Regions from separate parts of the Mus musculus genome. Here regions 2, 3, 4, 5, 6 and 7 are each linked to region 1. A link is a contact called in public Hi-C, HiChIP or PLAC-seq and promoter capture Hi-C data. All regions are on one chromosome and are shown on one strand. Each heading gives the region's core, a stretch centred on a gene start, on an enhancer-like site or on the middle of the called end of the contact. The rest is flanking DNA. Distances are from core to core; before and after follow the strand shown. Region 1 holds the start of Vipr1 (vasoactive intestinal peptide receptor 1). Region 2 holds the start of Higd1a (HIG1 domain family, member 1A). Region 3 holds the start of Cck (cholecystokinin). Region 4 has its middle 14 kb from the start of Gm38661. Region 5 holds the start of Ccdc13 (coiled-coil domain containing 13). Region 6 overlaps Trak1 (trafficking protein, kinesin binding 1). Region 7 holds the start of Hhatl (hedgehog acyltransferase-like).

What was found. Promoter capture Hi-C pulls out the DNA fragments that hold promoters and counts their contacts. A called contact is a pair of places that touch in the nucleus more often than the background predicts. HiChIP or PLAC-seq counts read pairs in DNA pulled down with a chosen protein or histone mark. Capture Hi-C pulls out chosen DNA fragments and counts their contacts.
Region 2: a promoter capture Hi-C map of pancreatic islet shows a contact between it and region 1. The contact joins the promoter of Higd1a here to the promoter of Vipr1 in region 1. A contact is called at or near these places in 4 of 484 Hi-C or Micro-C datasets (CD4 T cells, CD8 T cells and embryonic stem cells), 3 of 115 datasets of contacts at active chromatin or transcription factors (embryonic stem cells, epiblast stem cells and microglia) and 2 of 9 other capture datasets (adipose tissue and pancreatic islet).
Region 3: a contact with region 1 is called in an H3K4me3 HiChIP or PLAC-seq map of craniofacial prominence, with 4 times the contacts expected there. The contact joins the promoter of Cck here to the promoter of Vipr1 in region 1. A contact is called at or near these places in 16 of 39 promoter capture datasets (the 3T3-L1 cell line, the C10 cell line, the HPC-7 cell line and 9 more), 5 of 484 Hi-C or Micro-C datasets (bone marrow-derived macrophages, cerebral cortex, embryonic fibroblasts and 1 more), 18 of 115 datasets of contacts at active chromatin or transcription factors (bone marrow-derived macrophages, craniofacial prominence, embryonic basal ganglia and 10 more) and 5 of 9 other capture datasets (adipose tissue, embryonic stem cells, liver and 2 more).
Region 4: an H3K4me3 HiChIP or PLAC-seq map of bone marrow-derived macrophages shows a contact between it and region 1, with 5 times the contacts expected there. The contact joins the enhancer-like site here to the promoter of Vipr1 in region 1. A contact is called at or near these places in 12 of 39 promoter capture datasets (the C10 cell line, the HPC-7 cell line, HPC-7-derived erythroid cells and 7 more), 4 of 15 datasets of contacts at CTCF or cohesin (the NIH/3T3 cell line, embryonic stem cells, large pre-B cells and 1 more), 8 of 484 Hi-C or Micro-C datasets (bone marrow-derived macrophages, cerebral cortex, embryonic fibroblasts and 3 more), 21 of 115 datasets of contacts at active chromatin or transcription factors (VIP interneurons, bone marrow-derived macrophages, embryonic basal ganglia and 10 more) and 4 of 9 other capture datasets (adipose tissue, liver, macrophages and 1 more).
Region 5: a Hi-C map of double positive thymocytes shows a contact between it and region 1, with 1.8 times the contacts expected there. The contact joins the promoter of Ccdc13 here to the promoter of Vipr1 in region 1. A contact is called at or near these places in 1 of 15 datasets of contacts at CTCF or cohesin (large pre-B cells), 9 of 484 Hi-C or Micro-C datasets (CD4 T cells, CD8 T cells, cerebral cortex and 4 more), 4 of 115 datasets of contacts at active chromatin or transcription factors (embryonic stem cells, epiblast stem cells, memory CD8 T cells and 1 more) and 1 of 9 other capture datasets (adipose tissue).
Region 6: a contact with region 1 is called in a promoter capture Hi-C map of hippocampal neurons, with 2.0 times the contacts expected there. The contact joins the enhancer-like site here to the promoter of Vipr1 in region 1. A contact is called at or near these places in 3 of 39 promoter capture datasets (the 3T3-L1 cell line, frontonasal cranial neural crest and hippocampal neurons), 1 of 484 Hi-C or Micro-C datasets (forebrain), 5 of 115 datasets of contacts at active chromatin or transcription factors (embryonic forebrain, embryonic midbrain, forebrain and 2 more) and 4 of 9 other capture datasets (adipose tissue, liver, macrophages and 1 more).
Region 7: a contact with region 1 is called in a promoter capture Hi-C map of liver. The contact joins the promoter of Hhatl here to the promoter of Vipr1 in region 1. A contact is called at or near these places in 3 of 39 promoter capture datasets (liver, pre-B cells and stem cell-derived epiblast-like cells), 1 of 484 Hi-C or Micro-C datasets (embryonic stem cells), 1 of 115 datasets of contacts at active chromatin or transcription factors (embryonic stem cells) and 3 of 9 other capture datasets (adipose tissue, liver and pancreatic islet).

The regions. Positions count from the first base shown.
Region 1 is chr9:121,641,044-121,643,989 of GRCm38.p6, reverse strand. It overlaps Vipr1 (vasoactive intestinal peptide receptor 1), which reads right to left and starts at 1,274. Exons shown (of 13, transcript NM_011703.4): 1 at 1,064-1,274. The coding sequence starts at 1,141. It also overlaps a transcript of Lyzl4 not described here.
Region 2 is chr9:121,856,089-121,859,139 of GRCm38.p6, reverse strand. Higd1a (HIG1 domain family, member 1A) reads left to right here and starts at 1,344. Exons shown (of 4, transcript NM_019814.5): 1 at 1,344-1,628. Gm47112 (predicted gene, 47112) reads right to left here and starts at 1,393. Exons shown (of 1, transcript NR_168944.1): 1 at 1-1,393.
Region 3 is chr9:121,494,387-121,497,395 of GRCm38.p6, reverse strand. It overlaps Cck (cholecystokinin), which reads left to right and starts at 1,702. Exons shown (of 3, transcript NM_031161.4): 1 at 1,702-1,798; 2 at 2,864-3,009. The coding sequence starts at 2,866. All of the region lies in intron 1 of Gm38661 (a long non-coding RNA gene), which reads right to left.
Region 4 is chr9:121,476,182-121,479,232 of GRCm38.p6, reverse strand. No RefSeq gene overlaps it. Among named protein-coding and RNA genes, the nearest start is that of Gm38661, 14 kb to the left of the region's middle. Within about 2 kb of position 1,747, at least 24 of the 459 cell types and tissues checked have an H3K27ac peak or open chromatin away from gene starts, as enhancers often do. A contact at or near this core is called in bone marrow-derived macrophages, cerebral cortex, neural progenitor cells and 1 more, where this site is marked.
Region 5 is chr9:121,838,015-121,840,714 of GRCm38.p6, reverse strand. It overlaps Ccdc13 (coiled-coil domain containing 13), which reads left to right and starts at 1,254. Exons shown (of 16, transcript NM_028384.1): 1 at 1,254-1,304.
Region 6 is chr9:121,391,363-121,394,338 of GRCm38.p6, reverse strand. Trak1 (trafficking protein, kinesin binding 1) reads right to left here. Exons shown (of 16, transcript NM_175114.3): 2 at 2,288-2,482. Among named protein-coding and RNA genes, the nearest start is that of Trak1, 26 kb to the right of the region's middle. Within about 2 kb of position 1,723, at least 8 of the 459 cell types and tissues checked have an H3K27ac peak or open chromatin away from gene starts, as enhancers often do. A contact at or near this core is called in hippocampal neurons, where this site is marked.
Region 7 is chr9:121,791,083-121,793,782 of GRCm38.p6, reverse strand. It overlaps Hhatl (hedgehog acyltransferase-like), which reads left to right and starts at 1,276. Exons shown (of 12, transcript NM_029095.2): 1 at 1,276-1,520. It also overlaps a transcript of Klhl40 not described here.

The DNA of each region.
Region 1 (2,946 bases), core at 25-2,524:
AGGAAGGGGGCAACACTGTCCAATTCTCAGAGAGCAGCACCTTCTCCGGAAGGGGTTGGGGGGGTGGTGAGATTTTCCAGAGCAGGGTGTGCCAGACACCAGCTAGGAGGAAACAGATTCATGTCCTGATCCCTGCCCTGGGAAAGGTTGTGATTAGGGAGGGACCACGGGATAGACTGCACTAAGGTGACCGACCAAGATTCCCCACTTCCTCCAGGCAGCCCACTTGTTCCAGACCAGAATCCACTAAGGAAAAGACAATCTTGAAGCAACAGCTCCACAGACCTAGAGCAAGGGAAGGGAAGATCACCTCTGTCCAAGTGTGGCTGGCAGGGACAGGTGTGGCTCCTGTGGCCTCATTTTGCCCTTCTGTAAAATGGGTTTAGGGGGTCTCTGAGTCTTGAGGTCTTTCTTAGTCTCAGAGGAGGTGACCAGGTGTCTGCCCCATGACCCTGGTGAGTCTGTCACAGCCACAGGAGCACACCCACACACATGTCTGTGTGGGAGGAAGCCGAGGTCTAAGGTAGAGCAAGCCCCCCTGCTTTTCCCAATACATGCTTTTACCTGCCCACCATCAGCCTATAGTTAGAGGATAAAGAGCACAGAATGAAATTCTCACCAGATCCCAAGGACCCCTCCCCAGGGTACAGGCACTAAGGTCTGATGCTGTGCTGTCTTCATCGCACAAGTTCTCAAAATACCCAGAGAGGCTTCCAGACACAGCCTCCTTCCCACCCGACAGTCTACAGGATCTCCCATCTCACTCGATCGTGCCACCCACAGTTCTCCTCCCCACGTACCCCCACAGGCACTCATCGCAAGGCAAGTCTGGGGCTCCCTCTCGCCCCCAACCTCTTCATCGCTGATTGGGATCACTTCGCGGTGAGCGCTCTAAGATGAGCTAAGAGGGACCCGCCGCTACCGAGCTCCCACGCCTCTGGGCTACAGAAGAGAGAAGACGAGAACCGCGCTCCTGCTGCCCCCCGATGGCCAGATGGTCCCGGATACGCTGCCCCCGCAGTTCCCCCATCCGTGGGATCTGGGTGGAGGGGCACACACTCACCGCGGGTCCGAGGGCGCAGGCGAGGGCTCCTGCCAGCACGCAGAGCCAGCGGGCAGGCGGTAGGCTCGGAGGGCGCATGGTCCGCCCTGAGCCCGCGGCAGGCAGCCGAGAGCGCCTACGGGGTCTGTGGCTAACGCAGCGCGGGAGAGTGGCGCGGGCCAGCGGCCCGGGCGCTATGAGGCACAGCTCCAGGCTAGGGGAGGGCGGCGGGGGCTCGTCTGACGGGCGGCGGGGTTAGCCAATGGCACGGCGGAGGCGGTACCTCGGCGCAGGTAGGGGGCGGAGCCGGGGCCCCCGGGGGCGTGAGCACAGAGTCCCGCTAGAGGTGCGCGTCGTCGGGAGCTGCTAGCTAGCGAGCATCCTCTCGGCTCTCCGATGCGGGGACGCTGGGCTCAACACCGCCCAGTGTTCCCCGCGCCCGCACCTTTCTCTCTCAACCCCGGCTGCGCCCTCGGCCCCTGGCAGTGAGCTCCTCCAGTCTTCGGCTCCAGGGAGTTTAGCTGCCGGCTCCCCGGTTTCCACGTCGGCTTGCAGCCCAAATTCTTGGACTAGAAGGGCCACAGCTTTCCAGGGCTGAAGGCTGGCCTCCGATGGGGTCCAGCGGATCACGCTGTTGGAACCATCTGCGACAAGGGAGAAGCCGAGGGGGCGCAGCCGGGGTCGGGGAGTCCCAACTGGGGGTTCCTCTTGGCCGCCCAGGGCAGGGTGCACTCAGAGCTGGACACGACTTGGCCGGCGCAGCTCGTGAGGGACGAGAAGTCAATGTTCCAGCGCCCCCGCGCGGGGACCAAAGCCTGTACCCTTTCTTGGGCCCAGGCTGCCCACAGACCGGTCTTCCCGGAGTCCCCAGGGACTAGGATCAGGGTGCCAGTGTCCCGCGCTGTGTCTCCAAGATCGGGCGGGCCGGTAGCGGGTGATCTGAGGCTGCTCTCCCTCCGAAGCTTGTCTTTAGGGCTCGGATTATTCGGTGCTAGCGTGGGGCGCGGGGTTACCGACTCAGAGCCCTTCGCGCTACGTCTTAGGGAACCCGTGCAGATGACTTTCCAAGAGCTCGAGTGATCATGGTGAGAAGGTGATGTGGGGGGCTGATGGCGCGGTGGGATAGAAGGTGGGAGGAGGGGCGGAGTTGCAGAGGGCCGCGTGTCCCTGCGCGAAGTAGGGTGTGCGATCCATTTGAAGGAAGTCGCTCTCCGGGCGCTTTCTGGCCAGCAGGAGCGCGGGAATTTCCCGAGGATTCTCCAGCCTTCCCAACCTGCAACGTGGGAAACTAACGCTGTGGGCGTGGCCTTGAGGTCGGTTACAGAAAAGTCTGGAAGCAAACCCCTGGCCTTCCTCCTTCCTCTCCTTCCTAGTCTACCGCACTTCCCTTGTTCTCTCTCCCCCTGAGCCTGAGCCTGAGCCTGAGCCAGGCCTCTACTACGCACCAGGGCATAGGAGGTAAGAGGCACTCCCTGCAATTTCTGCTTCCGGATAGAGAATGGGCTAGTTGTCACAGGCCTTTCTCCAGTTATGGGGTGTCAGAAGAGGGAGCTGTTTAGTAGTTGCCATTCAGTGCTTCAGGGCTAGGATTTCGGGAGTCACTGTGAGCAGGAATAGGGGTTTGCCTCGCTTGTGACCATGGGCACACTCCTCTTAGGCCTTAGGCCTCTTAACCGGGCAGTGAGGTCTTACCAGCTCTTGAGGTGGTATGCTCAAGTCCCAGATGTGAGCTTTGGCTCTCAACCCTGCCCACCCCCATATGTCACCTAGGCAGCTGCAGAATGCTGATATGGGGCGGGGTGGCACGTGCCTGTGATCCCACTGCTCTGTATGCTTCGGGAGGAGGATTCCTGTGGATTTCAGACCAGCCTGAGCAAAATGCTACGGTGCTTCACCTCATGGTC
Region 2 (3,051 bases), core at 95-2,594, 220 kb before region 1:
CTGGAACTTGTACTGTAGACAAGGAAGGACTTGAACTCTGAGATCCACCTGCCTCCCTCCTAAATACTAGGATTAAAGGTGTGCACCACCATAAAAGTTTTATTTTAAAAATATGTGTATCTTGCCTGCATGTATACATGTATGTGCATCATATATACATGCCTGGTGCCTGAAGCAGTCAAAAGAGGGTTTGAGTTCCACTGAGTTGGGATGGTTGGGAGCCTCACGTTGAGTGTCAGGAACTGAACCTGGATCCTCTTGTAAGAAGAGTAACAAGTGCCTTTAAATCACTGGGACAACTCTCCAGCCACAGGCATAGAGTTTTATCATGTATAACATGGAATGTTTCCTACATATGACTTAACTCAAATAATTTTTAACCTGTGTTTGATCCTTGGAACCTGTGGGCAAAGGAAACAACAGGTCCCTTCATGTTGTCCTCTGCTCTCCACACATTTGCCATAGCACATGTGCCCCTCCCCACAATAAATAAAATGGTAATACAAAATTTTAATATTCAGTCATGACACCTGTTATGTAGTTATTGGAAGGTGGCTCATAAGACTACACCAGCCTTCAGGAAATTCAAGAAACGTATTGAGGGCCCAACAAGATGGTTCACTGGGTAAAGGCCACCAAATCCCACAATCAGAGTTCTAGCCCCAGGGTCCAGACATTAGGAGGTGACTGGTGAAGGTTGTCCTCTGACCTCAGCAAATGTTCACACAAGTAAATGTAATAAAATTAGTTTACAAAGAAAAGAAACATTGAGGTATGGGGAAGTTAGAAAGTTAGCCGATTCACTGTGGTTCCTCTTGCCAGTTTATATAATCGGTGCACAAAGGGGGAAGAAGCCCTCTGCAGAGCTGCCTCTGGCGGGGCAAGGGGTGGGCAGGGTAGACAAGACGGAATCCTTTCTCTTGTCCGTGGTTGGTGCTCTATTCGGGGTGAGGAGACAATTGTTCCTCTCCCTGAAGTCACTCAAAGTTGAGTACCTACCAGTAGCCTACCTCTCTCAGAGGCCGCCATGTTCTGCTACGCTGAGAGTCTTGGACAGACACGTCCCATAGTGGGGCTGTCGGTGTCTGCCATCCCCGGAGCCCACACGAAGCCCCGCCCCGGAAGCTGCCTGCCCCATCAGACTCCTCCCCAGGCATGTGTGAGGTCACTGCTCTCCGGCCACCACCAGCTCCGGGGAGGGACCCAAAGGCGCCCCGACGGCGCATGCTCCCGCTCGGGCGGGCCGCTCGGCTCACCTAAGCCGGTCTAGCCTGCGTGCGTGGCGTTCGCGGAGCCCAGCGAACCGGTCGCGAGAACCTCGAGGCAATTGGGGTTGGGAGGCAGCGGCCGCCAGGCGGCACCGCGCCAGCACTGCCGCCCAGGCCTCACGTCTGACACGAACAGCGCGCGCCGCCACGAACCGGGCCGGCCCCCCAGCCAATGGGCGCCGCGCTACAAGTGACCACGCCCACCGCCCCTCGCACGTAAAGGGAGTCTCTGGCCCGGCCTCGCCGGCTGCTGGCTTCTGATTGGCTGGGGCGAGCAGTGGCCGCAGCAGGCGAAGCCGGTGTTCTCGCACTCGGGTGGCGGCCAGAAACCGGCAGGACTGGAAGGGACCCCGCGTCTCGGTGAGTGAAGCGGGAGCCGGGCGGGAGGCGAGGGCTGCGGGGCGGGGGGTCCCTCGGGTGGGCGGAGGACTTGGGGTCCCCGTCGGCCAGTGCATGTGGAGCCGGAGGAAGGAGGCCGGAGCTTCTGGAGCGGATCGTGGCCGAGGGAACGAGAGTCGCGGAGGAGGCAACGATGGCAAACGGGGACCGGGCTGGTGCCAGCTTCGGGGATCCCGGGAGCAGTGGGAGGAGAGGGAGAGGGAGCGCGATCGCACGGGTCTAGGAGTCTGGACAAGGTCACAAGAAGGTGGGAGGTGAGGCAGGGCGCAGCGCTCGGGCACCTCGGCCTGGCCTTCCCGGGCGCCACCCGGGGTTTGCGCAGACCTTACGTGACCCTGTGTCACCGGATGGAGGAGGGAAGGCTGTGGCGGAATGCGAATGCCCCTGACAAGGGAACGGGGTGCAGAGATCACAAAAGCACGACTAAGGTTCAGGTGTGCCAGCCGTCCGGGTGACTCGATTCTGTTCTCTGCTTCCCTCGTTTATTCCTGGGGTGGAAAGCAGTCCTCTCTTTGAGGGGGTGATCCCTACCCGGGAATCTGCTTCCCGGACTACTGAGGCCCCCTGCAAATTGACAGTTTGGATGCAAATTCTTGACAGGTTCAAAAGGTTCTCGGTGCTCCTGGAATGTGCTAGAAGGTCTTCTCTGCACAGTATAACTTGAAAGGGCTTCTTAAGATACAAATCCTAGTGTTGTGCCCCTGGCCGTTTGAATCACAATCTCAGAGAAGCCATTTTGCACAAGCTGACAGGTAACTTAGGCAAAATCAGAATTTAAAATTTACTATTTTAGGTAATAGTTCTTAGGACCAAAGGGACATGCTGGGAAGAGTCTTCAGCTGTTATATCACCTGATGCCCAACCATTTTCTTATTTACCTCTTCTAGGTTGCCATGCCTTTGGAAAAGTGTGTCAGTAGTTATGCCTGGCCTTACAGAATAATGTGCTCAGCAAACTAAGTTTGAATATCTGGTTATTGCTGACTTAAAAATAAAAATATGTTCTACTTTCTGACAGATATAGGTCAGTCATTGGGTGAGTGAGATAATAAAAAAAAATCTAGTGGGAAAAAATCTTTTTAACTTGGAATTGAAATTGTTAGATAATTTAACTGAAGAGAGAATAGCCCATTTAACTATAGGTGTAATGTACACAGTTTTTACAGTTCAAAGACAGTATGAATTTTTATATTTTCAGTTCAGATTTACACCTGTAACATAAAAATGTTCATTTAACAATAAATAAATTGTCAAACAAAACTGTGGACTGTATGTGGGGAGTCAGATTGTAATCCTACCTTCCAGAAATATATTCCTGGTGTGGAACAATCCACATGACCCTTATATTATGGTCATATAATTCAAACTCATTTATCCACCTGTAA
Region 3 (3,009 bases), core at 453-2,952, 150 kb after region 1:
CCTCAATGGCCCTCCCATCTCCTGTCTTCCTAACCTGTCCTGGTCTCCCGTGTCTGCCCTAGGGACACCTCCATGTCACCACCAGACTCAGTGGAAATCCTTACTCCGCCCTTGGCTATTAGTGCAGATCTGAACTCAGTTCCTTGTACTTGCAGGCAAGCACTTCACTGGCTGAGCCGCCTCCCAGTTCCAGCTCCAGGCCCCCGGCTCCCAAAGGTGTTTATTTGTGTGGGTATTTATTTTGTCCAGTCTTGGTCACACCGCATCCTCAGGGGCTGGGCACAGTTCATAAATCTTGAGGCAAGCGATGGAGGGAAGGAGGCAGCTAAGCGTCCATATCTCAGCCACCGACCCAGGGAAGTCAGCGCCTGTGGATTCTGACCATATCGAACAGCCTTGTGCCCAGCTGCTTTATCCACAATTCCGGACATGCTCGATCTGTCACAGATACATTCCCACAACCTGAGCTGTCTTGTGCGGGAAATCACCCCACAGCATTTAATCTGTTGCTGTTTAAAACATGTTGCCTCTAGGTTGCAGACACCGCTAGAGCCACAACCATGAACCTAAACTCTTGGCATCACTTGCTGTTTCTCATAGTCCCCCTCAGCCGGAAGTCCCCAAACTGTGTGCCTTTTCTATTTAGAAAGAGTTTCTAACCCTTTCTCCATTCACCCTAGCTTGACAGGGTTGAGGGCATGGTTGCCCTGGCTGGTGGTGACCCCAAGTTACAAGCTAGCAGCAAGGAGGTTGCTGTGGGGCTTCCTCAGTATGTGTTCTGTGGAATGGGGTTAGAGGGATTCAGCAAATTCTAGCACCCTGGGCATAGATAATCACTTTGTTATGTGAGAACTGGGGGTTGCAGGATTGTGCGCACTACAGCAGAGAGAGCCCCCTCTCTCCTTCTTGCTTGGTAAGAGTCTTTTTCTCAGCCAAGATCCTCATCACCCAGCGAAATCCCATAACTTTAGAGGGACTAGACTGGAAAGGGTGATCTGAGCTCTTGGGAAGGTGCGAGCCCAGCCCGCATGGCTCAGCCAGCCAGAGCTTGGGAGTGCCTGAGACACTCTCTGGCGCCACTTCACGACCAAAAGCATCAGTAGATGATAGGCCCCTGGGAAGTCGTCGTGGAAAGAAATTACAAATCTTTTTCCCAGAGGCTTTTCGCAGAAAGGCAGGAGCTGCACCCGATCTTACAATTGTGTAAGAATAGAATCCAGGATGCCAACTGCAATTGAGTTCTGAAAAATTGGGAGCCCGATTTCCCTCTCTTACTTGTGAGAGCCCACTCAGGTCTGAGGTGGTCCCAGAGAACACACCAGGATTACATCTGCTGACACCCAGCCTGTGAGGGTCCCCCAGTTTCCTTGAAGGATTTGATCCCCAAAGCTCACTGAACTTGGTCAGCTTCTCCATTGCAGATAAACTCCTGTTTTTCACCGAGAGTGGAGGTGGCACCCTCCCTGAGGTGGACTCTGCACAGGCGCCGAACAGGTGGGAAGGAAGCTCTTTAGATAAAGAGTAAGACCCATGCAAAGTGCCCCCCTGGGAGGGGCTATCCTCATTCACTGGGACGCTTCCCTTCTCTCCGGAGGGCCACATCAATCGGTGGTCCCTCCAGTGGCTGCCTCTGAGCACGTGTCCTGCTGGACTGCGTCAGCACTGGGTAAACAGATGACTGGCTGCGAACCGGGAGGAGCTATTTAAGAGCAGTCACCCTCCCGCCTGCCCTCAACTTAGCTGGACTGCAGCCTTCTCCGCTGGAACTCGCCAAGCCAGCTGATTTCCCCATCCAAAGGTAAGTAGCTGGCTGATCCAACAATCTTGAGTGTGAAGAATATTGGCCTGCAGCTTTGCACCTCTTGCTGTTTAGTCTTTCCTTTTTCTGTGCCTTCCCTCCCTTGACAGCTAGAAAGATTTCCTGAAGTCAGAAATAGCCTTAAAATGCATCTGGGTGGGTACTGCTGCGGAGAGACTTGTTGTATGTTCTGTTTACAGCAAGGCTGGGAATAGCCACTCTTAGGGTTTCTCTGCTGTTCGGAGCACTTTGCAATCATTTAAAAGAAACTACCTAGAGGTTTAAAGATTTATGCCCATTTTCTAAATGCTGCATTAAAAAAATTTTAAGGCTTTGGGGAATAAAAACACATCATTATGATACAGCACCCATCTGCTCAGTTCTCAAGTGTAGCAGGGCTTTGGCCACATCTGAGGACTGGGCACAGATTTCTGGCTTTTGCTTTGTATAGTGACTTCCCGTAAAACGCAGAAGAATCTATATAAATACAGCTTCTTTTTATGGGCCCACACTTAAAACGGCGTTTCCCAGTGTCCTGACATTTTTAATGTAGTGAATAAATTTAATCTCTCACATTTCTCTCCAGAAGTATCCTCCCCGTGTTTGTCTGTCCGTTTGTCTTTCTGTGTCTCTCTCTGTCTCTCTGACTCTCTCTCTCTCTCTCTCTCTCTCTCTCTCTCTCTCTCTCACACACACACACACACACACACACACACACACACACACACACACGCTTCATTCTGCTTTTCTGGTTAGAAGAGAGATGAGCTACAAAGGCGTCCTGGAACTTCAGGAAAGCAAGAGGAAACGCTGCTTCTGATCAGGGCAGAAAAATCGGGACTCTGCGGGATTCCCAGGTCCCAGGTGTGGATAACACAAAAGCCAGGCAGAAATTATCGCGGTGGCCAGGGCGCATCTAGGAACTTCGCTTGGCTACGGTTGAGCCAGTCTGACCCGGCTGCAGCCCCCATGTTCAGCCTCAGCCGACTTCTGTGTGCGGGACTTTGGGCTGGAGCACGCTGAGGCCAGTCTTTGGTTCACTCTCCTCGCCTTTGCTTCCCATAGCCATGAAGAGCGGCGTATGTCTGTGCGTGGTGATGGCAGTCCTAGCTGCTGGCGCCCTGGCGCAGCCGGTAGTCCCTGCAGAAGCTACGGACCCCGTGGAGCAGCGGGCGCAAGAGGCGCCCCGAAGGCAGCTGCGGGCTGTGCTC
Region 4 (3,051 bases), core at 498-2,997, 170 kb after region 1:
CTCCTGGTGATGGCATCGGCTGGCATGCTCCTTCCTCCCTGGCCACTAAGTCTGATTCTCTGACTTTAGGGAGGCTCCCCTATGTAATCACTATCCTTCAATAAACCTTAAAAAAAATCTCTAACCCAGCAGTTCTCAGTCTTCCTGATGCTGTGACCCTTTAATGCAGTTCCTCATGTTGTGGTGACCCCCCCACACCATAAAATTATTTTTGTTGCTATGCATAACTATAATTTTGACACTGTAATGAACTATAATGTGAATATCTGTGTTTTCAACAGTCTTAAATGATCCACGTGAAAGGGTTGACATGGAAGGGTCACGACCCACAGGTTGAGAAGCAGTGCTCTAACCCACCCAGAGTCAATTTCTTGCATTCACAACTAAGAGGCTTAGCTTGTGTGAATGCCAAGAATATCCTGTTTGTTGTCTTACTCTTACATTAACGTTGAATGCTTCATAAAGAATCTTTTAAAGGGCAGGGAAATCAAGGCACAGTGGTTGAAATAAGGTGGGTCCCAAGAGAGGGGGGAGGAGGAGACCCTCAGAATTTATGCAGAAATGGGTCAGAATCTTGAAGGAGAACCTGCTTCCTTCATGAAAAACAAAACCAAAAAAAATCAAAGACAGCTGACAGCAAGCTTGTGAGTCTGTGAGTCTGGACACAGGAAGCAGGGAGCTCTCCTGTGCAGTGTCTCTGTTTTCGCTGTAAGAGAGGGCAAAGGTGTTTGTTAGCAGAGTAAGGTGAACATAGAACACAGAAACAGGAAGGCCTGTTGTAGTGTCTAGAGAGCCAGCAAGCCTGGCATGAGTTGTCCGTAAAACCATCCGGCCTTAATGAAGCCTAGCTGAGGTAGATAAGGCAGACCAGCACCTGCACTCCTGGCTTATCCTCTCCACTCTTAATCATTTCAGGACCCCTGCTTAGGGAACGCTGCTGCCCACAGTGAGTTGGATCATGCTATATTGACTACCTTAATTAAGATACACATGCACTCACACTCATGAACACACACACACACACACACACACACACACACACACACACACGCACATGCACACTCCCAAAGGCCAACCCAAATGTAGACAATCCCTTAATGAGACTCTCTTCCCAGGTGATTCTAAGTTGTGTCAAGTTGACAATTAATAAAGCTGACATTAGATGGGCCTATGTCCAAGCCCATCTGAAGGAACATCTTAATAACACATAACATTTTCATAATTATCCCTAAGATGCTTTCTGGATGGTCAAGGTGTGGTATCGAGTGTGTGTGTGTGTGTGTGTGTGTGTGTGTGTGTGTGTGTGTGTGTGTGTATGTGTGTGTGAAGTGTTTCCTCTCCCATTGGATGCTGAGTTTTGCTATTCTTCATTGCTGTGCCTCTCTAGCCCCATGACTTCCTGATGCCCCAAGCACAGGGACTCAGTTCCCTGCATTCATGACCACGTCTGCTGCCCCCTCACAACCTCCACTCAAGCCTGTCTGGATCCTCAGAGCAGTCTGAGGCAGCCGCTAAGTGGGTGCATGGAGCTTCTAAGAGGGAGAGCCAATCCCCCGCTAGAGAGGCCCCTGAGAAGCCAGGCCTGCTCCCTGGGCGTTTTTCCCAACCTTAACCCCAAGCAAAGCCCCGTTGCAAGTGATGGCCCGAGTGGGGTTAAGAGTGAGACAGAAACCAGCACTCAACTGCTTTTCAGGGGCGAGCAAAAGTCCCATCTGGCGATCGCTTATCCAGGGCCCAGTGCCAACAGGCCTTCTTTTATCTCTGAGCGCCCTCTACTGGCCGTGAAAACAAACTCCTCTTGGGCTATGATCGAACCAGGAGCTCACGCATCATTTTCTTCTTCAACCCCCTTTATACGCTTCGGGGAATTCATATTGATGCCTCCCTCTGTCTGCCTTCTCCAAGATGGTATCAAGCTCTGAATGCAGTACTGCTAGACCTGAAGGGGAGGCTTCTGCTATTCTCTTTGGTCCCATCCACAAGGCTCCTGGATTCACCTCCCTTCCTGCTCCCGGACTGTGCGTGGTAGTGAGTCCTCACATCTACGTACGGCTGGACACCTTTCTGCTGAGACCCATCTGCTGCCATTTCTCCTTCCCCATTGCTCAAGGGAATCGTAACCCTGTGGTGGAAGTGAGCCTTAGGGTGGGGCTGTGTAACGCCTTCCTTCCTAGCCCCTGTAAAACTGGATCCTCTGTCCTTGGCTCCTAAGACTCATTCCAGGCTTTTCCCATAACCTGGAATTCAGACCACTAGAAAAGGGGAATCAAATGCATAATGAATATTGCGAACCTCCAACCCCTCCCTTTCCTTGTCTGCTGCAAGAACTTCCAACCACTCAGTTCTTGACATAGTAATTGACTAGTGAACCTAGGAGCCGGTAGGGTGAAGATTACACCGGACTGGGAGAGAAATGAAAAGAAAGAAAGAAAGAGAGAGAGAGAGAGAGAGAGAGAAAGAGAGAGAGAGAGAGAGAGAGAGAGAGAGAGAGAGAGAGAGAGAGAGAGAAAGCAAGTAAGCAATGGTCCAGCAAGCTTCCTCTCCAGGTCTGGTTTCACATCAAACTGTGTACTTAGCCTTTTCTTCCCTCATAGTTCAAAGCCAAGAACTTGACATCTTTGTTTCCTGATTCTCCTACTGGCCTTTTTAGGGACTCTTGTCCTTGGGTTGGACAACCTGAGCTGGGCGTGAGGCGTGAATTTGGGAGGGTGGGGAGAGGGAAGTGGATATGGGAGGAGTTATGAAGTTGCCAGTGAATAGGATTAAGATACATTGTATGACATTCTCAAAGAATTGAGAAAATAATGTTTTTAAGATAAGACGCGGGGTCCTAACTCAGAGGGTCCCTTGTAGCATCCACAAGCCACATCGACTTAGCATAAACAGTTTCTTTCCCTGCAAGTTGTAGCTTAGCAGAGAACTTCCTGTTCCGCAACCTTGGGATGCTGAGGGTGAACCCCTCTTGCATCAGTATGTGAAGGAAGAGAGGAACCCAGGGTGACACCAGGGCCTGCCACCCCTTCTATGGTTGTTCTCCTCTCTGTCTGAACA
Region 5 (2,700 bases), core at 5-2,504, 200 kb before region 1:
GCACCTGGACACACTGTACTGTACTGCGAGGGGGTGGGCAGGTGGATGCAGGGCTGTGGGTATCCAGCCCTGTATCTTCTTCACAAGTAGTGATGTACTACTCACGTTAAGTAAATGGGAAGCAGAAAAACAGGTTTAACATAGCTGGAGACTTTCACATTATAAAGGCTAGTGAGAGCATCTGGCCTCCCTCAGCTCATTTTTCCTATGTGTTTGCCTCCCTTCAAGTCCCTGAAATACAGCAATGTCAAACTGGGAGATTTTTTTTTTAAGTATTTTCTTAAACACACACACACACACACACACACTGTTTTTTAAAATCTTCTAAAATGCAAATAAATAAATAAATTCATAAATAAGAAGACCTAAAATCCTACCATACTGATATAATTGCCTGTGTGTTGTTTCACGTCTAGGTTTTCTTAGTATGGGTGTGTGCAATTGTTTGTGTCGGTGCACATGTGCATGGGATAGACAGAGGTTGTCTTCATTATTTGTCCTCAACTGCTCTCCACCTTTTGTTTTTTGAAAAAGGGTTTTGGGGTGAACTTGAATCAGCTCCTGGACTGGACTAGACTGACTGGCGAGGGATGTGTCTTGTCATCCTGCGATGTGACCCATAAACGCTTTCAACATTCCTCTTTTAGTTCTGTGCGCTGTTTGAAAAGGAGGAAGCGTTTTGTTTTGGTTTGGTTTTGGTTTTAGCATTATTAATTTTGGCCTACTCCAATCACAATCATAACCCAACATTCTTCCCGCCTTGTTTTGTATTTCCAAAGATAATATGGTTAACTATGTTACATTTCATAAAAACCGTCCACTTTCCAAAACCCTTGGAGGCCAGTAGGATATGCATCCTACTTTTTCAAAGACACTGGAGGTCGGTTGTGCACGGTGGTGCAGCCTGTGTCATCCAGCATTCAATAAGGACAGGAGGATGAGAAGTTCAAGGTCATGCATGGCTACAGAGCGAGTTTGAGGCCAGTCTGGACTGTATGATACCCTACCTTTAAAAACAAAAACAAACAGACCCCCCAAATCCTTAAATAAAATACACTCCGGAAGAGTGGAGGCTTCGTAGGCACTTTGCATTCTCATGTCCAGCTGGTGTGTGCAGTTCTGTGGGTCTTCCCGGACCCCTCAGCACGCTCAGCTCAGACCTTTAGAGGCTCTCTCGGCCCCCGTAGACGCGCGCGACCGTGCTGGTTTCCCTGGTGACGGTTGCCAAGGCAGCACATGCCGGCGTCGGGAAGGGCGGAGGAAGTGCCCGCGGCCCTTAAGACAGACCCCGAAGCGCAGCCGCGGTAAGTGGAGGAAGGCTGAGTAGAGCGGGAGTCAAGCGAGGATCGAACCGGAGCGGATCAGGAAAAAGAACCGGGGGCTGAGCGGGGAAACTGAACCGGGAGCCGAGCGGAGCGGGAAACCGAACTAGGAACCAAGAGTGGAGCCGAGAGCGGGGAACCGAACCGGGAGCCGAGCGAGGACCGAGCCAGGGACAGAGCGGGAAACCAAACAAGGGGCCAAGTGGGGACCGGAACCGTGGCGAGAGTGAGGAACCGAATCGGAAGCCTAGAGTGGAGCCGGGAGAGGGGGATCGAACTGGGGGCCGAGCAGCGAGAAGCCAAGACTGGGAAACCAAACCATAGACCCTGCGAATGGCCTCTCCTTGGGGCCGGGCTGTTCCCACCCCTCCCTGGGCAGACTCGTGTTTTCCGCGCGAGGAGGGTTCGTGAGGCAGAGGAACGACCCAGCGACCTGCGTGGGCATGACTAGAAAGCAGGTCTTCTGCAGCTGCCACTCAGCACGTGGCTGCTGCCCTGACTTGACCCTCATTCTGGCTTGTAAAAACATACAGGATGGGGAGGTGGGATGGGCTGCGTGGGTGAGCTAGAAAGTGGCAGGCTGGTGAGAAGTGATGGGTGCTCAAGGCCCCATCCACCGTCCTGCGCACAGCTTTTCTCTTCCTTGGTCTTTTGAGTAGGGTTTCACTCTGTAGCCTGGGATGGCCTTAAAACTCACTAGAAGACCCATGCTGGTCCCAAATTGGTAATCATACTCACATTTGAAGCAGGACGGGACTGCATACCAACATCTTGTCTTAAAGAGAAAACAAAAGTTGTAAGCAATTAGGGTTATCTGTGGTTTTAAGGTAGTTTGTTGGTTACAAAGTATAGTTGTCTAAAAAAAAGGCCAAATTCTTTCATGTTTTTTTTATAAATATTCATTAAGCACCTACTGTGTCCTGTTGTAGCATGGCCATGAACAAAGTGGATGAAAATAATGATCCTGGTAGGCGTGTTGGTACATAGCCAGCATTTGAGAGACCAACACAGGAGCATTGCCAAGAGTTTGAGGCAAGCCTGGTCTACACAGCAAGTGCCAGGTCATCCGGCCAGCCCTTGCAGGACCCTGTCTCAAACAGCTAAAAATAAAGTTAAAGTGTGTGTCCTCTGGTAGTGTACGTACTAGTGGGAGGAAGCACAGTTGGTATGTAACGTGTGCTACAGGTCAGGAGCAAAGGTGAATGACCTGGGCAGGGAGATGGTGTTCTGTGAGTACAAGCAAGGGTTGGGACAGTTCATACTCACTAGCAAGTTGACTGGATTTAGAGCCATCTAGGAAACACTCCTCTGTGTGTGTGCACGAGTGCATGAGGGTGTCTCCAGAGAGGTTTAGCTGAGAAAAGAAGACCCGCCATCC
Region 6 (2,976 bases), core at 474-2,973, 250 kb after region 1:
GCCATCCTATAAAATGGTCTGATGCTGTGGTGACCACCACACCAATTACACTACGCATGTGCAGGTCCATGGCCAATCGATGCTTGTGAGAAGGAACCAGGAGCCTCCCACGGCAGAGACAACAGCGAGGCTCCAATAGAAGAACAAGTTGCATGACAGACTTTCTTACAACTGATTGTTTCAAAGTATACTGTGGACTTACATCCACAAGAGAAAAATACGAAACCTACGTGGTAAGTGACTTGGCTTTCCATGCACAATCCCACACTCACTCCTCGCTGGTACAGACACCCTGGCTAAACAAAACTGACTCACCAAGGAGTTCTGATCCACTATGAGGCACGCCAGATACTCTAGGCCTGGATTATTCTATTTTCGTTCTTATTGACACAGGCTATCAGGGAAGCCTATGGAAGATACACTCAACAGGTCAAACAGAATTCCTTCTTACTCATATCTAATACAGAGAACCTGAGAATTGCCCCGCACACACCCTAAAGCACCAGCTTATAGCTGCAATTTGTTTTATTATAAATGATCTCAGAAATTGGAAAGACTGGTTTATGCTAGTGAACTGGTTTCTAACTGCAGAAAGTTCAAGAATGTACCACAAGCTGGTTCTCAGTGACCCTAACCCTAACCCTAACCACTAACCCTAACCCTAACCACTAACCACTAACCACTAACCCTAACCACTAACCCTAACCACTAACCCTAACCACTAACCCTAACCACTAACCCTAACCACTAACCCTAACCCTAACCACTAACCACTAACCCTAACCACTAACCACTAACCCTAACCACTAACCCCTAACCCTAACCTTCTTCTGTTACTGTCAGAGAAGCAGGAATATCTTTAAAAGGGATACTGTAATGACATGAATATGCAAATGAGAAATACATGGATATGTATTGACAGAGAGTAAATTAATTTTGTCTTAAGGTTTTTTAAAAGTATGGATATATGTGTACATCTGGTCTTAGGCACGTGCGTGAGTGCAGTGCCCATAAGTGCCAGAAGGTGGCATCAGATTCCCCAACACTGGAGTTACAGATGGATGTGAGCTGCCCAGCGTGGATGCTGGGAACTGAACTCAGCTCTCCTAGGAAAGCAGCAATCTCTCTTAACTGCTCAACCATCTCTCCAGACCCAGAACGTGTGAATTTCTAAAGAACAGAACTCCAGGGATGGTGGCCACTCAAGGGAAGAGCATTTGCCTAGCATGTTGGAGCCTCTGGACTCAGTCTTACTGTGGAAAAAAATAAAGCAACATGTACTGCCTGGTGTGGTGGTACCCCTCCTGTAATCTCAGCATTTGGGAGGCTGAGGCAGGAGGATCAGCATGAATCTGAAGCCAGTCTAGACTACATAGAAAATTCCAAGCTACCTAGTGAGACTCTGTCCAAAAAAAAAAAAATTAAGAAGCATCCTTTTAAGGACTGAGTCCATTGCAAACTGTTAGAATAGCTGCCTAACGCCTAACATGTACAAGACCCTGGGTTCAAATCCTAGCATTGAAAGAATAAAAGAGAAGGAGAAAGGAAGAAGGAATGAAAAACAACTGTCATTTGAGTAAACATAAGCAACAGTAAATATTAATGTTTAAATCATTCTCCTGTCAGCAGTACACGTCAGCACACAGCACACAGCACTCTCGATCGCCCTCCCTGCCTTGGAGTCGCCTCCAAGCCTAAGCTTAAGCTCACCCGACAGGAAGCAGCTCTGCCACCTAGAGGTATAACTCCATACTGCAGCAAGGATTTGGCTCCTGGAATTCCAGCTTAACCAGCTTCCACAGTCAGGCTTTGCTGTCTACACTGACAGAAGCTGCCTAGATTTCCTTGCAATCTTTGTTTTTTAAATGCAAACAGATTCACTCTCAATGGGGATTTATAAGGGAAATGATGGGGCTGGAGAGAAAGTTCAGCAGTTAAGAGACTAGTTGCTCTTACAGAAGTGGGTTCAATTCCCAGCACCCACACAGTGGCTCACAACCAACAGGATGCACATACTTACAGGCAGGCAGACACACATATAAAATACACAATAAATACAAGTCATTATTTAAACCAGAAAAGAAGAGACATGAGAATAATTTGAAGTTATTCTGCATGTTTCAAATGAAAATGCTTGGTCCCCACTACTCATCCAGACCAAGAAGACCCCTAACATGGCTAACCCCCAAGATCACATCCCTCTTGGCTGCCGCTCCACAGATGGCGGGCCCACAACACAGGACTTGGCATCGCACGGCTGTGCCCACAGATGGCGCCAGCTACTTACGGAAGTATTTCAGCGTCTCTTCGATCTGCTCAGTTGTGAGGTCGATGTTGGCATCTGGGGAGATGAGGGGCGTATGCAGCCAGTCATCGTGGTCGTAACCATAGATGGTGTCCGCTCTTAGCTTGTAATGGGGCAGCTGTTCCTCCAGCAGGCTAATGATCTCAACTTCTGGAAGGTTGGTGCTGTTGCACACGTCTGGGGAGAAGACGACTGAGTGAGAACCTACCATGGCTGTCACTTTCCGAGAGCTAAGCTTGAGGCCTACCCCTTCTGCACCCGTCTGCAGCATGCAAAATCCAGGCAAGGACATATCCATCAGGGGTCTTTACTAATTTGAATCCTACTCTCAAAACATAGAATTTCTGAGGTGGGAGCTGTCTGATGGGCACAGTGGCACAGGTAGGTACCAAACATATATCTTAGAACACTGTATAGCCAAGTATGGTGTCTCCATTAGGGTACCTACCGCTGTGATGAAATGTCACAACCAAAAGCAAGCTGGGAGGAAAGTGTTTATTTCATTCACAGTTCCATGTAACCGTTTATCATCAAAAGCAGTGAGGCAGGAACTCAAGCAAGGCAGGAGCTGGTGCAGAGGCCATGGAGGGTGATGTTTACTGGCTTGCTTCCCCAGGCTTGTTCAGCCTGCTTTCTTATAGAACCCAGGACCACCAGCCCAGGGCTGGCCC
Region 7 (2,700 bases), core at 27-2,526, 150 kb before region 1:
AGCACACCAAGTGCGTGGCCTGCTCACGGGGCCTCACCTGCTCTGCTGTGGATAGACTGAGGTCTCCCCCTGTGGGGCAGTCCCTCCCAGAGGCTACTGGATTTGACCTTGACTATTTCACCTTAGGCCTCAGTTTTCTTTCTACCAACTGGAGACAGTCCTTGTGGACTGTGGGGACATTAAAGAGAGTTACTCTTCCCACGTCCTGGCTATTATTATTTACTATCCATGATAGCTACTAGTTGTGCCTCAACACACTGCTCTGGTGTCAACCACACCTGCCCAGAAAGCCAGAACCTTGCTTAACCTCCCCTCATCCTTTGATCCCAGCCTCCTCTAGCATCCGGATCCCAGTCACAGCAGCAGACAGCCCCTCCACTGCAAACCCCTGCCCAACCCTGTTCAGGGTCGGAGGCCAGCATCATGGCTTCTCAGTCACTCAGGAGAGTATGTGTAGTGCCCTCTCAGCTGTGTCCTCTGGGCCCACGTGTCTGCATTCCTGGGAGGAAGCTCATGGCCTAACTTCCCAGGGTTTTTACAGGACCCTCCTGGGTAGAGGCATACCTTCTGCCCTGTCCATCCTCAAGTGAGCTTATATGGGAGGTCCCAGGGCCTTTCCTTGAGCCCTCGCACGTGAGAGCAGCCACACATCCTGACCCCTCTACTGTGGGGATCTCACCCCAGAGGAAGACTCAAGAGTGGAGATCTCCCGGGCCCTGCCCAGCGGGCCTCAGGTGCTTACGGATTTCACATGAGGGCTTCTTGCCTGCCACTAAGAGGACACCATCCATTCCAGGTGACCCTGATGTCACCCCTGGAGCCTCCAGCACCATGGTCCTTGCCAGTACCAATTCTACCAGAAATGCTAGCCCTGCCCTAACACCCGTGCCTGTCTAGCCCAGGCTCTTGTCAGGATGGAGGCGCAGGGTGGGAACTAGGTAGACCTGCCCTGGGCACCCTTGAGGGGTCACAGGTAAAGGCTGTGGCTGGAGTTCACAGAACCCAGGTGTGCAAGCCTGCACATACAGTATATGGGTGCCCAGGCAGTGGGAGCAGGGCTGACCAGAGTTCTGCAGAGATTGCCTGGAGGCCTTCCTGGAAGAAGAGATCCTGGCACCGCACAAAGAGAAGCACAGGCTTTCCAGGGCTGAGGAGAGGGAGGTCAAGTGAGGCCCAGGTGCCCCTGCCTGAGCCTGTGTCCCCAGAAACCTCCTCTCCCTCTCATCACCCCCACATCCTCCCTGCCACTCCCCGCAGCTCCCTGTGGCCAAGTGCACTGCAGCACTCGGCTCTGCTCCACAAACGGTCTGCTCCACTCCAGGAAGGCCACCTCCTCCCCCCCCCCCCACCTCCGGCTGTCACCACTCACCGCTCTAGCCTCCAGGGGGTGGGGACCCCAGAGCTGGACACACCCCATCGAAGCCCCACAGCTCAGCCAGCCGGACAGACTCACGGTCGGACTCAAGACCCCGGAGCCCTGAGGTGGGCAGCGCGCCAGGGTTCCTCGCAGCCTCTTCAAGGTCAGTGCAAGTTGGGTGTGCAGCCCTTTGGAGCCTTTGAGGTCTGTGGGACTCAGCTCAGAACCCTCATCCCAGACCACGAGCCCCAAGGTGGGCTTCACTCCAGGTGCACCTGAGCCAAGTGCTGGGCAAAGGGCGCCCAGGTCCACAGTCAGCACAGGTCCAGGGGTCCATCAGGAGGGGCCCCAGGCTGGGGGCCAACCCCTTGCTGAGGCCTCTTTGGGGACACTCCCCACCGGCCATGGGGAGCTAAAATTGGAAAGTGGCGAGTGGGAGGCAGCTGACACAGCTATTTTGTGCGCTCTTCATCCGCTCCGGTTTCACTCTCCTGCTCCACTAACCTGATCCTGTGCTTCCCTCCCCCACCCTGCCGATGAAGAGGTGTCTCAGCCCTCCAGCCACAGTGCAGAGGCTGCTCAGGAGGGCCAGGCCGGGAGCGAGCAGGGCCAGCGTGGTCTGGTCTGAGCCGGGACTCACCAGGAGCACCTGCCCTTCAGAGAAGCTCACTGGATGGCCTCCCGGGTCCCTGACCCTTTGTGACCCACACCTCTCTGTCAGTGTAGCAAGGAGCGGCCTCCCAGAGCCCCAACTACAGGGCTGGAGGAGACAGATCTGCAACTGGGAGATCTTGGGTTGGGAGAGATGGGGTGACCCTACCCATCTCCAAAAGGGCACTGCACCGTGTTCCCCTTTCCCTCGGTTCCAGGTCTGGACCTAAGCAACCACTGGAAGACTGGCGGCCAGGCTGAAGAGGGTGGGAGGGGCTTAGGTACTGGCCCAGACCCCAGGGATGGCCCAGCAGGGTAGCCAGAGGGAGTGACCAGACACATCCTGGACTTGATACCAGTCAGCACCTTGGACAGCAGCCAGCACCCTCCCAGTTGCTGCCTGGCCCTGCCTGGTCCAGCTCTGGCCACTCTGGGGCCTCAAAGAGCCCAACATCCAGCCTGCAGCAAGAGCTTAGACTACACAGCACTTCAAGGGGGACAGTGGGTGAACACAGGCAGGGACCTGAGATAAAACAGACTCACGGCTTGGCGGAGGAATGGAGTCAGCAGAGCCCGGAGTTGAGCGAGTCTGGGAAGTTAGTGCTAGAGGAGTTCACGGGATCTCAGGGGACCTCGTGGGCAGGGCTTTGCTGAGGTTAAGAGAGGCTCACTGTGAGACGGGAGAACTGACA